Linked DNA regions of Zea mays: region 2 is linked to region 1. The links are chromatin contacts, called in public Hi-C maps. All regions are on one chromosome and are shown on one strand. Each heading gives the region's core, a stretch centred on a gene start, on an enhancer-like site or on the middle of the called end of the contact. The rest is flanking DNA. Distances are from core to core; before and after follow the strand shown. Region 1 holds the start of LOC100282765 (N-acetylglucosaminyltransferase III). Region 2 has its middle 55 kb from the start of LOC103653711.

Region 1 (5,205 bases), core at 1,278-3,777:
CTTTCATCTTGAAGATGAAGTCGTTTATGTAGCGGAAGCAGAAGCTGCAGTGCCACCCTGAATCAGCCAGGAGGTCGTCCGTCTGCCGGAAATGTGCATACCTCGTCTTCCCAGCTCTGTATCTGTGCACTGAAGCCCTCCAGCTCTTGTCGTCAAGTAGGAATTGGAACGAGTAGAGGTAGTTCCTGAGCTGGAGATGGAGTATCTCCGGAACGTCATCGCACCATCTCAAGAGGTCGATGGTGTGTCCACTTGGGATCTCATCAACATCAGACATGATCAGCAGGTCGTCATCCGTGATGCCCGCAATCTTAATGAGCTGGTCGAGAGCAACCCTTTGATACGACTCCTCGACAAATGGGTTCTCTCCCTTCACAAACCTTCCACCTATCATGCCATAGGTCAACCGTGACTCTGCAAAGCCAAACCGTTGGCGGTTTTCCTTGAAGTGAAGGTCCTTCTTTATGCCGGTAAAAGTTGAATTGGACTCAAGCAGCACAAATTCTGACACATACGGGCTAAGCTCGTGCCAGCGGATATCAAGGATGTCAAGCTCATTGCTGAAGAGCACGGCATCAAAGACACGGCGTGGAGTCTCCCTGACTTTCCATCCATGCAACTTGCATAGGTTACCCATCGAGACATTTTCATGGTAATAGTGAGGGAGTATTGTGAAGGGCTTTGGGGGCTTCTCCCAGATTGGTCGGAGGAAGTAAGTCACCTTCTGGCCATGCACATATATGGCAAAGATCAAAATTGGCACACCAATCAGTAGGATCAAGAGAACCCTCAGATCAAATCCCCGCAGTGCGCACTTCAGCCTTGACATGCTCAGGACTGACTTCGAGCCAAACTGCAGACAGTATCAGGGAGCAAATAAGAAATCAGACATGCACCAATACACATCATAACAAGGCATAAATTAAACTAGAAGTAAACTGGAAAGCTACAACATGTGACAGATACAATGAACTGTACTCTGAAACAGTGCTGATCATTCCAAAGTCAAGAGTCAGGAGATCACTTTTGCAGCACTAACTCAACCAGAGGTTAAAAAACACTGAAACCTAGTGCATTGTAGACAGAGGCATCATTGAGTTTTGCCGAAACAAATGCTACACAAAAAGAAGGAACATGCCTTAATTTACTAAACATGAGAACGGCAAATACTGGCTACATGAGCGTATGAGCATTTATTTATTCAAGCACAAAGCTGGCTGGACACGACATAGCACCATGAATCCAACGGCTGAACATAGGGAACATCACAGCCATCACAAACTCCTATGTTGAGAACACGAGCTTCTAAAATATCCGCCGCGCCGTGAGTGTGCAGCTGTGTTAAAGGCCATCAAAACAATGCATGTGCAGTAGATTAAAGAAGTAAGCGGTGGTCTGGTGGAATATGCGCATTTTCTGTTTTGAAAACAATATATCTATCAGTGATAGGCTGGTGCGGATCCACCAACAGAGGAAAGCAATCATCAGCTAATTTTATTTGTGTATCATATAAAGGAAGGAAACAGCCTGTAAAATTACTTTTGCGGCATGAACCCTCACCATCTACGGCACGGGAACCAATCGGGGATTGTTCAAAAAAAAAAGCTGGAAACTTTTACAGGTGGAGAGACAGATTCATTCCGGTATTAGGCAGACGACCCGATCCATACAGGTGGAGAGATTCTAGCGCAGCCGGAAGCATCCAGGCGCCCCAGTTTGTTTAGCACCACCTAATCCACAGCACCCGCGGCAGGTGGAAGATGCCTGCCGCGGACGCAATTAAGCGAGCATATGCGATCCCAGGCTGTGGAAATCTCACGAGCACCCGATCCAAGACAGCAACCCTGCTGAGATCGGCAAAATAGCAGCCGCCGCGAACACGCCGCGCAACTGGAGCGGTGAAAAGGTCGAAGCAAGCAAGCAGCTCAGCGTGGAGCAAAACGCGTTTAAGCAGCGTGGAAGAGGAAAAGACAAGCACCGCGACGACCGCGTCCGCGTCTCCCCCCGGCGGACCAGGCGATCCGCAGAGGCGTTACACGCGGCGGAGCGGTAGGGAAAGGGACAGATCTGTCTGGCTGGAGCCGGAGCGGTGCCTCACCTCGCTGTCGCAGACTGACTCGCAGATGCCGTCGGTCTTCTTGCGGTTGCAGTAGCCGGCCTCCATGGAGCCGAGGGCGCACGGAGAAGCAGGAGGCGCCCGGAAGGCGCGGGAGCACCACGCCCGCGGCCGCGCGGGTGCGGAGCGGGTTGAGACGGCACGATCGGGTCCTCCGCCCTCTCCCCGGCGAGCAGCCGGGAGCAGAGTTCAATGGCGCGCACGATGGGGGTCCTCCGCACTCTCCCCGGAAACCGGGAGCGGAGCCCGGACCTCGCCCTACTCGAGGGGTCCGCGCGTTGGCGTCTGGGCCCCGGTCTCCTCCCCTCCTTTCCTTGTGAGCGTGGGCGAGACGCGGGGCGCGGCGGTGATTTCGGGGGGCGGGGGGTGGGAGCGCAGAGGGAAACGGTGCGAAGGGGCCGGGGAATTGCTGCGGTGCGAGACAGAGGGGATTCCGGCAACCGCCTAATTATAGCCGTTCGGGGGGGGGGGGGGGGGGGGGGGGGGGGGGGGGGTGGAGGTGGTGCTGGCCTGCAGTTCTGATTGCGCGTGGGCGTGGCAGCGGCTGGGCGAAGAGGGGAGAGGTGCGGCGGAGCGGAGAGCTGGTCTTTGTTTGTCCTCGTGCTGGGGGCCATCCACCACCATCTTCTTGCTTATTAATAAAAGGCGCCGATCAAGACCCTGTCGTGTTAGGCCTATTTATTTAATCATCTATCTACTATAAAAGAAAAGATTATGTGAAATTTCAAAATCACCTATCTGTATTTGATTATGAAGGCATGAAGCGAAAGAGACAAGTTTTTTTTTTTGGGTATAACGAGGAGTGAAGACTGAACTTATTTAAAATGTCTTCCGTATTTAGCTCCTCTGTTTATCGTTCGGCTTGGCCTTGGCTGTGTCTGTTCGGAGAGGAGGCTCCAGCTCACGCTCATCTTCAGCCTGTTGTGCAGGTTGGATTTGGAGCTGAGATAATGGCGGTGGGGATTCCCCTCTGAGATGAGATGAGATTGAGGTGTAGTAATGATAAGGGCATCTCGCTCGGCTCTGCCTGCGGCTGCGGGGATGCTTCGTGTAAGCTCATGACGGTGTGCTTTGGCTGTACGAGTGTTATTTTTTCTCACTTTCTTTTTTTTCTTTTTTTTCTTCTTCTTTTGGAGGAGGCTGTGTGATCAAATGATGATGGATCATGTGAGTACCGTGTGTCGTCTTTTTCTCCGCGTACGATGTCTCTATCCTGTGACTCTATAGCATTTACTCTCACTCTCTCTCTGACAGACTGCTTTTTTGTGTCGTGTTGGAGCGAAAGAACAACAGAAAGCCAGCGAAAACAAAGCGAACCTGTTCCTTCTTCTGTGGGCTAGCCGGCTAGGCCTAGGCAACTGGCCTATATACGTATTATTATTATTATGCAAGTTCATTTTCAAGTGTGTTGAGAAGCACAAGTGTTACCTTCAAAACTAGGCCATAAATAATATGGCAGTTCTTAGGTAGCAGAACCACATCGTAGAAATCTTCTCTTCAAAACAAGCAGAGCTACATCCGGCAGACGCCAGACAGGCAGGCTTCCCAGCGTATGCCGGTCGTTGTCTGGGACAGGATTTCGTCCGGGTCCGGCTACGTGTTTCGGGGGGAAAAGACGGGTGCTTTTACCCCCGATCCGTTTTGGTTTTGCCTCGGTTGCCACTTTCACGGACCCGTGCCTAAGATTTCAGCCTTTTCATGGACCCTAGCCAAAAGCTTACATATTTTGAAAGGTTCAAAATAAGATTATTAACTAGAATCATAAAAAAAACTTACTTGCCCCACTGTATCATCTTATACAGTTTTTTTCCGAACATTCTTTGATAAAAAAGACACTAAGTACACTATCAATATAGATCTCGTGCAATAACCTAAACAAACTCCTGACAGGCAGTAGACCGAAGCAACGACTACCGATGGACCAAACAACAAACGACAATTAGCTAGCTCCATGTCTATGATATACACATGCGCGTACGTGCGAAGGTCAATCGTCGATGGCGTGTTCCGGCGTCTTGCAGTACTGCCCGATCCTTTGGCGAATTGGCAACATGGTGGGGTTACCCCGACAGAAATTAAGTTTTGAATGTATTCTGTTCTGACTTGAGAACTACCGTACGTGATCGTAGCAGGCCAACAACCACTTTACGGCTTATGTCCGAGAGTAGGATAGCATAGGATGACGCTGGGCGTTCACCTATGTGAGCAGGACAGCATGTCGTAGCGTTGAGCGGTAGGGCCAACCAAACGAAGACTGTTTGGGATGATTGAATAACTAAGTATCATACTCAACTATACTAGTAAGGTGCTCGTGCTAACATTACGGTAATTAAGAGGCAATAATTCTAATCGAAATGAAGTCTGACAGCAATGGCGAGGCGAGGCGGTCTATCATAAAGTTGAAGGATTCTAAGGATATGTTGCATCGGAAATTATTGGTCAAATGTATACACATGGGACTATGCATAATCAAATGTAGCAAGATTTTTTTTAACAGAGTGATCAACAAACAACTTATATTCTTTGTGACTTACTCTTGGGAATAGTTACGGGACACGCTGATCGTTCCATCGTCTATCACCGATCGTTCATCTATTGCCGATTGTTGTTTGTTAGCTATTCACTGTTCATTGCAGAGTCATCCACAGGGGACGGGTCTGTCCATTGAGGTCGGAACTGAGATATAGCATTATCTGCATATAAAGAGTACATAGGTAACCAGTGTTGTTTCTAGTCTCAGAAAGCACTTAAGAGAATAATGCAAAATCATGTGAATAGTTGATCATATTTGTAATAGTCATCGGAGTTTCTGCCGATCTGTAGCAACCGCTAGACACGCGATCAGTTTCTACCTCATCTTATGCCCCTGATGCAGCTGTAGATGTCACTATGTTCTGACTGAGTTTCCCAGTAAAATTAGATCCAGGGAGGATCCATTTATCATGAAATGTGACGGGTCCGACGGGGAATGAATCTCCTGGGATTTTGTTAGTGGGATTAGTCTGAGGTTCAAACGCTGGGTTAATTTAGTAGAGGGTATAACTACGTGGGACGGTTTATTGGGTGCACTTAGTTTTGTTTGAACTTGT
Region 2 (5,205 bases), core at 895-3,394, 140 kb after region 1:
TGAGGGTGCGGTGGGGCCTATAGGGGTTGGGGATCTCCTCCACAGAAAAGACGTGCTCCATGCCAAAACGAAATTTCTGGTTGGTTCCAAGTTCCAACCCACGGCGGCTTCGCGATGGAGGAGGAGACGGAGCACAGATTCATGATTTGAGGGGAGGGGGAGCTTCTCCACCGGTGACCCATCTGCACACGGGCCGGGGGGTGTTGATACGAGCAAGCATCTAAATGAATCGGAGTGGGACGACATGAGTTTACCTTGAAGGCTAGCACCGCATCCACCGCACTGGTACACAGGGGCGCCGGCCTCCTCGAGAACGCAGTGGCACCTCGGGCATCTCACACGGAGAACCGCTCTAGCATTTGGAATTTCCATGGGACATCCGGAGAATGGATGGAGGTGGAGCGTGCGGGCGTGGACCGAAGATGGTGCGGCGGTTGCAAGGAGGAAGGGGATGCTGCGTCTCGGCCTCTCGGGAGACCGATGCGAGGGGCCGCTTGCAGGGAGAGGTGGAGGGGGCCGCTAGGCAGGGAGAGCGGCAGAGAAAGACTCGAACTCTAGGCTGGGCCAGGGCCAGAGGCATGCTGGGCATTCGACATGGGCCGCACCAAATAACATAGCCCACGCCGACCAAGCTGCACCAAATAACACGTGACCATGACTTGCAAATTTTAGTACCATACTGGCCAGCCAACAATTGTGGTACTGGCTTATAAGCTGTGCTGCTTCGGAGAAAGTAATTCTGGTTAAGTGCACTTGACGGTCTCTACTCCTAACATTTTTTGCGCGAGAGGACACGGAGCTGCAACGAAAAAATAACTGTCACGTGGGCCCATATATGGTAGGGCATGCGGTGTGCAGAACATGGGAATGGGTTTGAGCCGCGACGGGAAAAAAGAGACAGAGGCTGTCACGTGGGCCCACATGTGCAGGGTGTGTGTTGAGGGTGCAGATGGGAATGGCTCCTCACGAGAGGAATGTGTGTGGAGTGTGCAGATGGGAATGGCATGTGTTGAGGGTGCAGATGGGAATGGGTTTTCACGAGAGGAATGTGTGTGGAGTGTGCAGATGGGAATGGCAGAACACGGAAATGGCAGAACATGGGAATGGCAGACTACTATTAGAGCCTTAATAAGTAGTAGAGATATACCGGTAGAGGAGTCTGTTGCCGAGGGGCTCGGCCGAAATGCCGAACCCCAAACACGGCCGATGGATACGTGTTCCATTGCTGCGGTTGCAGAGGAGCGCCTCGGTTAGCCGTCTCCATCCTCTATATTAATCATCTATATTCATCCTTTATAGTTTTTTTAAAAGATTTAATCCTCTATATATCCTTTCTCTTAAACAACATAATCTAAACCACATCCTCTATACACAAATACATATATTAGAGACATTTTTTATTTTTTATTTTTTACATACGTATTTATCATATTCTCAAATGTATTGTACATATTTTAGTTTTGCTAAACCAGTTATTTTAAGTATTCAAATGGATAGAGAACCGTTTAGAGAAATTTTATATATAGAGAATCCAACAACATCCTCTAAATATAGATGACCATTTAGAGGACGCTGGTGGAGAGTATAGAGGACCGTTTGGTCCTCTATATTTAGGGTACAGGAGGCTTTAGAGACTATTGTTGGAGCCAGCATAGACTGTCTCCAGCAACGTCCCCTAAATTCCATCTCCTAAAAGAATATTCTCTATCCTTTACAGCACACTCTAAAAGATTTTGTAATCTATATCTTCTTAGTCTCCAGCAACGTACTCTAAATTTAATCCTCTATATCTCCTTTATTGGTAACATTTAGTACGACATTAACCAAAATATAATAAAAAAGACACGACCTGAGCTAGTATCAGCCAAAAGGAGCACAACGTACATTTACCAAACGCGCAGTGCACCTCTACATCTAATAGCTGCTAGTGCTAGAGACGTCCGTTATTTTAGAGAATATGGTAGCGGACCTTGTTGGAGAGCTTACAGATAGCAAGAAACGCTAAATATACGGTACCGGCTTCTTTAGCGTGTGCTGCTCGAGGCAGCCTTACCATGGAAAAAAGGTTGAGCTATCGGGTGGGTCCTACGCGACAGAGACTCAAAGCACACGCGTGTGATGGAGGCTGAGCTGCGAAGTGGGCCCCACTCGGCAGACACAGAGACCCGCGCCCGATTGGAAGCAACACTGGCCAGTGGGTCCCGCCTAGAGGCGATCCAGCGACGGGTGACGTGAGTTGCACAATGTTGGATCTCATGGGTCGGTGGAAACGTTACTGGGCCAGGGAATTTGGTCCAGACGCAGGGAGTCTCTCTCCTTTTTTTCATGTTTTATTCTATTTTCTAAGTTCAATTCCACTTCCTTGTTTCAAATCAATTTTAAATCTCAACTGAATTCGAAATGCACCATTAAAGACCCAGCATGGAAGAAAAATTTAATTTACTTATTTACATATATAAATGATTTAATTATTTAAACAAGCATTTCAAATATGCAATACACATCCACTATTTATTTCTAGAAGGTATTAGACTGAAGGTGTATTCAAATTTAAAGTATGTCCAAAAGTTTAGATTCATTTGTTTTGTTAACATATTTTCTAATGTAAAATCTTTATTAAGATATTATTTAACTAATCCTTTTAGAGAATATAAATATAATTCCACTTGGGATAATTCATTTATATATGAATCTTCTATCTAATATTATGTTTTTTAACTTCTGCTCTAGTTTTAAGGTTTCACTCTTGCTTTTGGACTACCAAATTTTATTATTACTATTTATTTTTATTTTAGAGGAAGTATTTATTTTTTATAATAAAGGAATCCATTAAAAATCATATTGACTCAAATCTCATTGGAGAGTTGTCGGAGAGGAAATCTCCGGCCGGGTGGCGGAATGCACCCGCCTTAAATCCTAAGATGAGGAGGGGCCTAAGCGTTTTGCTTATCTGGTAAACGGGAAGAACACAAGAACACACAAGGGTTTAGAGTGGTTCGGGCCGCCGGAGCGTAATACCCTACTCCACTGTGTGATGTATTGAGCTTGATAGCTTGTATGAACTTGTGAGCCTAAGCTGGGTCTAAGTGTGTCTGAGTGAGCTTGAGTCTACCTTGTAACGCCGTGTGCCCTCCCTTTTATAGTTCAAAGGAGGACACGCACAAGGGTGATGAGCCCCGATATGCGGGCCCAGGAACATAACAGATGTAATACTTGGAGCAACTAATGCTAGTCGCTAGTGCAATCTCCTTGTACCCTGATATCCGTGGTCTGCGTAGCATTAGCGTCCAACGGAAGATTCCCTAGCAACATACGAGTGGTGATGATCGTGGCACATGCGATAGTATGGACGTACCGTCCGCCATGGGAATGGACAGGCACGCCGCCTGTGGGATGGTCTGGTCGCTGTCCACCAGCAGAGTGACAGGGCACATTAAATGCTGAGGTGGCACATCGCTTGTCAGTGGAGTAGACAGGGCGCATTTAATGCTGAGGCGGCACATCACCTGCCAGTTTGACAGGCAGTGCGCCTCACCCACAATAAATGCACGCGGCCCAGAGGCCTTACGTCCGGCTCCGCCCGTTGGCTTACGTCACAGGCAGCTGGCCACGTGGCAGCATTGGGTCTCCGCCTGAGCGGGGAGCAAAGGCGTACGCAATATGGTCCAGACACGTGTCGGCTCCGGACCCCCGCCTGGCCTTGATTAAGGTCTGGGTACTCCTTCTCCTAGAATCCTGGGACCTTGTTGTGAGTGACCTGGGCCCCACACAGGGAGGTCCGGGACACGTCTTGGGGGTCCAGTCTGTACTCACGAATGTCATGGACCCTACCCGGAGGTTCGGGCTATGTATCCAGGGGTCCGGCACATTCCCGTGGGGGTCCGGACCCACTCTTGACACCATGGAGTATATTGTCTTTCCTGGCCACGTGGTGGCCCTGGAGCCGTCCACGTGGTAGGGTCAGGAGTTGTTCGCCACGCGACTAAAGATAGCCGCATGGACGCCGCACCTTCATACTGTAGTAACGGGTACCCCTGTTCCAGGGTACCGACAGTGGCCCCCGGGCTCGCCTCAGGGGAGGATACGAGCCTGCAGGCGAGGCCAAAGCTAGATTGTCGATTGGCGCGCTGCTTCCGTGCACCCGCTGTCGTAATTACTGCCAGCCCACCCTCGGTCACGCCAACTGCCGCGCCTGTCCCCGCGGCTGACTGACTTGTGGCCTCCGCAATTGATGGTTTTGCTGGTCCACACGCGGGGTGCCTCGATACCGCTACATTGGTTTTGAAAATTTACTTTCTCTGTCTTCTGCGGAGGCCTCGAGGAGGCGCGGTACTGACGCGAGCGGTGGTTTTACTTCTCTGCACCTAGGAATCGGAGCCCATGGAGGATGACTCGTGGGCCCGGGCTCCCATGTTAGAGACTGGGCTGTTGGTTTCAGCGGGGGCGAAGAGACGCACTATCGCAGATGGTGGCGTGCTCCTCACGCGGCGGTTCGCCTTCTTCGCACACGGAGGCCGACGCCCAAGGAGTATGACTCGTGGGCCCGGGCCCTCGTGTTAGAGGCTGGGCCGCTGCTTTCGGCGGAGATGAAGAGGCACACTACCGCAGACGGTGGCGTGCTCCTCACGCGACGGTTCACCTTCTCCGCACACGGAGACCGACGCCCAAGGAGTATAATTCGTGGGCCCGAGCCCCCGCGCCAGAGGCTAGGCCACTGCTTTCGGCGGAGATGAAGAGGCGCATTACCGTGGGCGGTGGCGTGTTGCTCACGCGGCTGTTCGCCTTCTCTACACACGGAGGCCGACGCCCAAGGAGTATGACTCGTGGGCCCAGGCCCCCGTGTCAGAGGCTGGGTCACCCTGGTGCGCGTCGGGCGAGATCTTCTGTGGCGTCTCGGTGCGTCAGTGGGGGAATCTTTCTTTAAAAAAGGACTCCCCCGAGCGTGGTAGCCATTCTCATCACTCGCTGTGCCCTTTCGCCCTTGGGTTCTCCACGCTCTTCTGCCGCCGTAGCCGCCATGGCCTTGCTAGATCCTACCGAGCGTCTCTAGCCCGAGGTGGCACTCAACTTGGTGCGCAACCTGCTCGGATGGGGTGCGCCGGCGTTCGCCGGAAGGATCTGTGTCGGTGCCTCTCCTCACGGCAATCTCACCACTGGAGAGTTTGTGCTCTTCATCTCCAACCTCCCCAGCGGGCTGGCGCTGCC

Evidence for each region. A called contact is a pair of places that touch in the nucleus more often than the background predicts.
Region 2: a Hi-C map of ear shows a contact between it and region 1, with 1.9 times the contacts expected there. The contact joins the enhancer-like site here to the promoter of LOC100282765 in region 1. A contact is called at or near these places in 2 of 25 Hi-C or Micro-C datasets (ear and endosperm).

Annotation. Positions count from the first base shown.
Region 1 is chr4:135,556,892-135,562,096 of Zm-B73-REFERENCE-NAM-5.0, forward strand. It overlaps LOC100282765 (N-acetylglucosaminyltransferase III), which reads right to left and starts at 2,528. Exons shown (of 2, transcript NM_001317937.1): 1 at 2,099-2,528; 2 at 1-853. The coding sequence starts at 2,164.
Region 2 is chr4:135,693,392-135,698,596 of Zm-B73-REFERENCE-NAM-5.0, forward strand. No RefSeq gene overlaps it. Among protein-coding and RNA genes, the nearest start is that of LOC103653711, 55 kb to the right of the region's middle. Within about 2 kb of position 2,145, at least 17 of the 20 cell types and tissues checked have an H3K27ac peak or open chromatin away from gene starts, as enhancers often do. A contact at or near this core is called in ear and endosperm, where this site is marked.